Linked DNA regions of Anser cygnoides: region 1 is linked to region 2. A link is a contact called in public Hi-C data. All regions are on one chromosome and are shown on one strand. Each heading gives the region's core, a stretch centred on a gene start, on an enhancer-like site or on the middle of the called end of the contact. The rest is flanking DNA. Distances are from core to core; before and after follow the strand shown. Region 1 has its middle 4.6 kb from the start of CCDC201. Region 2 holds the start of IGFBP3 (insulin like growth factor binding protein 3).

Region 1 (2,700 bases), core at 186-2,685, 49 kb after region 2:
ACAGCCATACCAGAAGAATAAATTAGAGGAAATAATAAAAGAATGGAAAGGAATAATAAAAAAGAAAAGAAATTATACTATATTTCCTAAAATATTTAGAAGATTTAGGCCCAGATTTTTACTTGTTTACAGAAGAAATCCATGAAAATGCAAATCTAATTCAAATTCTCATAACCTTTTCTTCCTCTTTCTGAATTTTGTGATATAGTCAAGACAAATTGGAATGTTCTAAGACTGCCAATCAGACTGAACTTCCCAGTGAAAATAGGAGTGGCACATCTCATTTATCAACACGAAGGCTGAAACCAGCAGGGAACCTCATCATGAACTAACCTCTACAGCTCTAGCGCCTTCCTTTGTCTTTCCAGTGTTATGATACAGTGGGATATGAAAAGTAGCAGAGCCTTTGTCTCAGTGAGTTGTAGGCTTCTGGCAGCCACAAATGTTGAAATGGAAGCAGTACAAAACTCTTGGGGATGTAGCTTTTTTAGGTATATAAAGCTGCATGAAGGGACTTTTCAAAAGTGCATTAAGCACCTTATTTCCATTTATTTCAGTAGGAATTACATGCCTGGGCACTATTGAATATCCTGAGATTTTTGATAGGGTATACTATGGGGAAAGCCATTTAATACATACGTTTTGAAGGAACTTTGATTAAATCTTCAGAAACCAAGGATTATAATCTTTTGTGGTCTGTTAAACAAGCTATACACATTTATGAATCTGCTCTCTATCGGTTTTGGCCTTTTGGAAGACTTTTCTCATTGGCAGTAGAATGCAGAATTAAGATATGATCATTGGAGAAAAAAAAAAGAAAAAGAAAAAAAAAAGAGAGAGAGATTACATATAGCATGTGGAAATGTACTTTTAGAGCTGTTGGAAATCCTATGTAGCAACGATCTATTTTCTGGCCAGTGGCAAGGTCAATGTCTTTGGCTACATTGTCCAGGGATAGAAATAAATGTGGTACAATTTCCACTCTAACTGCTGTCATAGAAGCATCTTATAAGCAGCTTGAGGCTTTAGGGAATCCTAGACAGCTCAGTGCTAGCAATACACTGAGTCATGAAATATGTTTTAGATCTTAGGTAGTGTACCTCTGCCATTACTGGGTCTGTTCATCTGGACAGCAAATCTGATTTTGCACACTCAAAGCAGCAATTTGTATGCTGACTGAGATTTGCAGCTACTCAGAAAGTCAAACCTTTGTTTAAACATCTAAATCTCCTTCCATATGATTAATTTCAGTGAGAGTGTAAGGAATAATGAGATTTCTTTAAAACCAAATAACTGCAAATGTTATTACATGCTTTTAATTTAAATGTTAAAAACAGAAAATTTCCATCTAGGTCCAAAAATTGCAGGGAATTGAAAGTAATATTCTACTTTTTTTTTTTTTTTTTCCCTGCTTTAACATAGGACTGAGTAAACAAAAGCCTTAAGGAGCAGACCTTTATCCCTTTGTTTTGTATCAGAACTCATAGGCAAGTTCATTGCCACATCCTCCTACAGCAGGGCCCAGCTCTACCCTCAGATACAGTGCTTGGTGTCTATGTGAGAGGAGGATTAGACTGTAAATATTTAAAGAAGCTGCTATCTTATAATCAATTATAAAACTCTAAGGCATTAAAAATTGTTGCTTCTCTTGGTTAAACAAGCTTATAAAATACAAGTAGCCATTCTAAAACATTGTAGAGAATGACAAACTGAGAAAAATATCTTTTTATCTAAAGGTCTGGATGATTAATATTTGACTTTAAAAAGTCAAATTACCTAAGTGGTAAGAAACTGGGTACACTTTCATAGCAGGAGAGGTCAATAACCTTCATAAAATCAATGTGCCACCACCTGCCTTTGTAATTACGTCAATGACTCCTCTTCATTATATGCTTATCCACTTCAGTCTTACCAGAGTGCCACAATGTGTTCTATCTGCATGTTGTTTGTTCACTAGACAGTGTCCTATACACTTTCTACGTGTTTCTACACTCCAGAAGTCCATTGAGTTAATATTCAACTGGGATCTTTCCTCAGTGACTTGCTGTGTGTTATCTGATATGACTGCTCCTTTCTAATTATGTTGGCAATGCTGCTGAGGAGAACAAAATACTATTGCCAAAGTTCAATAAACACACAGAGTAACTATAGAGTTTGGGGGAAAACAGTCGGTGATGCTTTCATGACCTTTGGCAACAGCATAAGCACAGTTTGGTCTATGCCAAACAAATGTCTAACTTCAAATTTCTCAGAGACTAGAAAATGATGGATTTGCTCTACTTTATTACATCTAATAATAAACAAAAAATGCCGTGTTTGTGAAGTGCAGTAGCATGGTCAGACTGAGTATAGCCCTTTGCAGGAGGTCAGGGCAGATGATTATCAATGGCTCTTTCTTATCGTATTAGAATCCCACAGACAAATTCCCAGGTGATCTGAGATGAGGGAATGCTAATGAAGTCATCAGAGTCCTACTGATTTAGTGAAGCAGAGGATTTGTGATAGGGAAGCTCATTCACTTTGTCTGTGGTGACATAGTAATTGATATGTCAGGTTGTTTATGAAAGCCCTCATTGGCATCTTCAGACTAGGCCTAGTAAACTGGAAGGTAAACATTCATAATAATCATGACTACTTCTTCATCACTAGCTTTTTCTACTTATTCATCACTAACTTGCTATGGCTAAATCTAATAATAGT
Region 2 (2,700 bases), core at 114-2,613:
ACAAAAGGCTGAAAATCGTTGGTGCAGTCGCCTATCGGGGTATTAAGCGAATCTGATCTCTCTTCCAACACCTCATTCATTTTATTTCCCTAGGAAAAGTCTCTATTAACTCTTACATCATATTCTTTACGCATAAAATATGATTTTTTTGGTCTTTTTATGTACAGTGTCTCTTTCAAGACAGTATTTTGGAAGGTACTGTCTGAACAAAGAACAGAGAAAACAAGCCAGAGTTGATTTTAATGTTCTAAAAAGATTTGATTTATAAAAAAAGAGCAGATTTTGAGATTCACAGGGCAGTACCTTGAATGATAACATCTCTACTTGAAAACTACACTTTTCCACTTGAATTTAGACACGTGAACAGCTGATGAATTACCGGAAGGTGAACTTCAATGTTAATAACACAGGGGTTAAAAACAGAGCAATGGTTTGGCTCATCATTTCCATGGCAGACAGTATTTGTATATGCCAGTATCTGTAAGCATTATTCATTTTACTTTGTATGAGGAGCAGGCTCCTGTGACAGAAAGGCCATATATGTGCCTACGTATATACTTCACCATATCCTGCTGTGTTAGGTCTCAGGAGTGCTGCAGAAAGGATGGTCACAAATTCTGGCTTTCACAATTCAGATTTTCTCCATCGAAGTTAACCTAAGTAACAGAGCAAAACAAGCCAAGCAGAGTGGGGGAAGAGTTTGCACTGGCTACAGAGAGCAAACACATGCAGTGTGCAAAATCGACTGTAGGGTTTGTTGTTTTTCTCCCCACAGACTTATGAGGATGTTGCAATGGAAAGTATTTTCTCGTGGACAGAGGGAAAAGTTTTAAAGAGCTCAGAGAACGCCTTAGAAAGATGGGTGAGCTGCATCCACGGGCCTGGATCACCACGTGTACTGAGTGATTGTGTGCCAGAGAGCACAGGGTGCCCGAGAGCAACATCTGTGCAAGCGTGTGTGTGAGGAAAGGCTTTCAGCCCCGAAGCAGACAAGATTTAGAGAGGAGCCCAAAAAAGGGCACTGCCCGCGAGCTTTGCTCGTACATCCCCTCCCGGTGCCACGGGGACACAAGCACATACACAGCGCTTACCGCTTAAACAACAAAAAAACACGAAACGCCCCTCTCCACAGAGCCGTACCGCTCACTAAGAAGCGCCCACACACCCCAGGGGCCGCCGCTGGCCCCTCCCCAGCCCCCAGCCCCCAGTGACCGCCGCGGGGCCTCGCCGAGCCCCCGCACTGCCGCCGCGGGGCGCTGCGCGGCCTTGGCGGGGCGGCGCGGGGCGGCGCGGGGCGGGGCGGCGCGGGGGGCGGCGGTGCCGATATATGGCAGGGCCGGGAAACGCCGCCGGACAGATGGGTGCAGAGTGGCGGAGAGGGGAGGCGGGAAGCAGCCAACAAAGAGAATAAAAAAAAAAAAAAAAGAAGGGAGCTGTGTTCGCTTTATTTTTATTTTTCTTCTTTTTTTTTTTCTTTCCCCCCACCGTGCTGTTTTTTTTTTTCTAAGCATTTTTGAAACAAGTTTTCTTCAGATCGTCTGGGCTTTTTTATTATTATTTTTTTCTTTTTTTTTTTTACTTTTGGAAGCATTTTTTTTTTCAGTGTTGTGTGTGGAAAAAAAAAAAGCCATCAACGTTAGTTTTAAGCCAAGTGGTTGAGGCGCTCTGCAGGGAGGAGGGGGGGAGGCAGGAAAAGTTGCCTTTGTTGTCAGCGAGCTCTTTTATTACCTTTATGTTACCAAAGGCCAGCGGCTGAAGAGAGGGTCGGTGCGAGCCTGCTGGGCGCGCAGCCTTCTTCCCTCGCGCTGCCCGGGCTGCGAGAGGCCGGTGACTTTACCTGCCCGCAGCGCTCGGCGGCGGCGCCCTCCTCCGGCGCCCGCCCTGCTCCGGGCGAGGAGAGGCGGCCGGCGCTGCCGCCCCGAGTCCCGTGAGCGGCGCAGCCCGGGGCGCTCCCCCCGGGCCGAGCGGCGCGGGGGCGCCTCCCGGCGGCCCCGGCAGCCGGTTGCCATGGTGCCGCGGCCCGGCGTGCTGTGGGCAGTGGCGGCGGCGGCGCTGGCGCTGCTAGGCCGTCGGACGGCGGCCGCGCTGGCGCTGGCGGGGCCGGTGGTCCGCTGCGAGCCCTGCGACGCGCGGGCGCTGCAGCAGTGCAAGCCGCTGCAGCCCGACTGCGCCGAGAGGGTGCGAGAGCCGGGATGCGGCTGCTGCCTCACCTGCGCCCTGCGCCTGGGGCAGCCCTGCGGGATCTACACGGAGCGCTGCGGCGCCGGCCTCAGCTGCCAGCCGCTGCGGGAGGAGGCGCGGCCGCTGCAGGCGCTGCTGGAGGGCCGCGGGCTCTGCACCAACGCCACGGCGGACGGCAAGCTGCGGGCCTTCGTGCTGCCCGGGCCGCTGGCTGAAGGTAAGCGGCTGCTTAATTCTTTCTTCTGGAAGTTGAAAAGTAACCGCCCGCTCCGGGGAGGTCGGGCGGGGGGGCACTGGTGGTCCGCCGGCTGCCCGCGGCCGGCTCCTGCCCGAGCTTCTCCGGCCAGCCGCGCAGCCAGGGCTGGGGTCGCTTTTGAAAGAGGGATGCTCTTTTTTTTTAATTTATTTTTCCCCTAAGGAAAAGGGAGGTTAACCTCTTGTGTCTCTTACTATCGTTATTTATTTATTTTCTTCACCCCTGGTGCTGTGAAGTAATCCTTCGCGAAAGAGGCGAAGTTG

Evidence for each region. Hi-C and Micro-C count contacts between places; a contact is called where the count stands out from the background.
Region 1: a Hi-C map of liver shows a contact between it and region 2, with 5 times the contacts expected there. The contact joins the enhancer-like site here to the promoter of IGFBP3 in region 2. A contact is called at or near these places in 2 of 7 Hi-C or Micro-C datasets (both in liver).

Annotation. Positions count from the first base shown.
Region 1 is chr2:55,997,621-56,000,320 of Taihu_goose_T2T_genome, forward strand. No RefSeq gene overlaps it. Among named protein-coding and RNA genes, the nearest start is that of CCDC201, 4.6 kb to the left of the region's middle. Within about 2 kb of position 1,436, at least 2 of the 3 cell types and tissues checked have open chromatin away from gene starts, as enhancers often do. A contact at or near this core is called in liver, where this site is marked.
Region 2 is chr2:55,948,684-55,951,383 of Taihu_goose_T2T_genome, forward strand. It overlaps IGFBP3 (insulin like growth factor binding protein 3), which reads left to right and starts at 1,364. Exons shown (of 4, transcript XM_048053444.2): 1 at 1,364-2,398. The coding sequence starts at 2,008.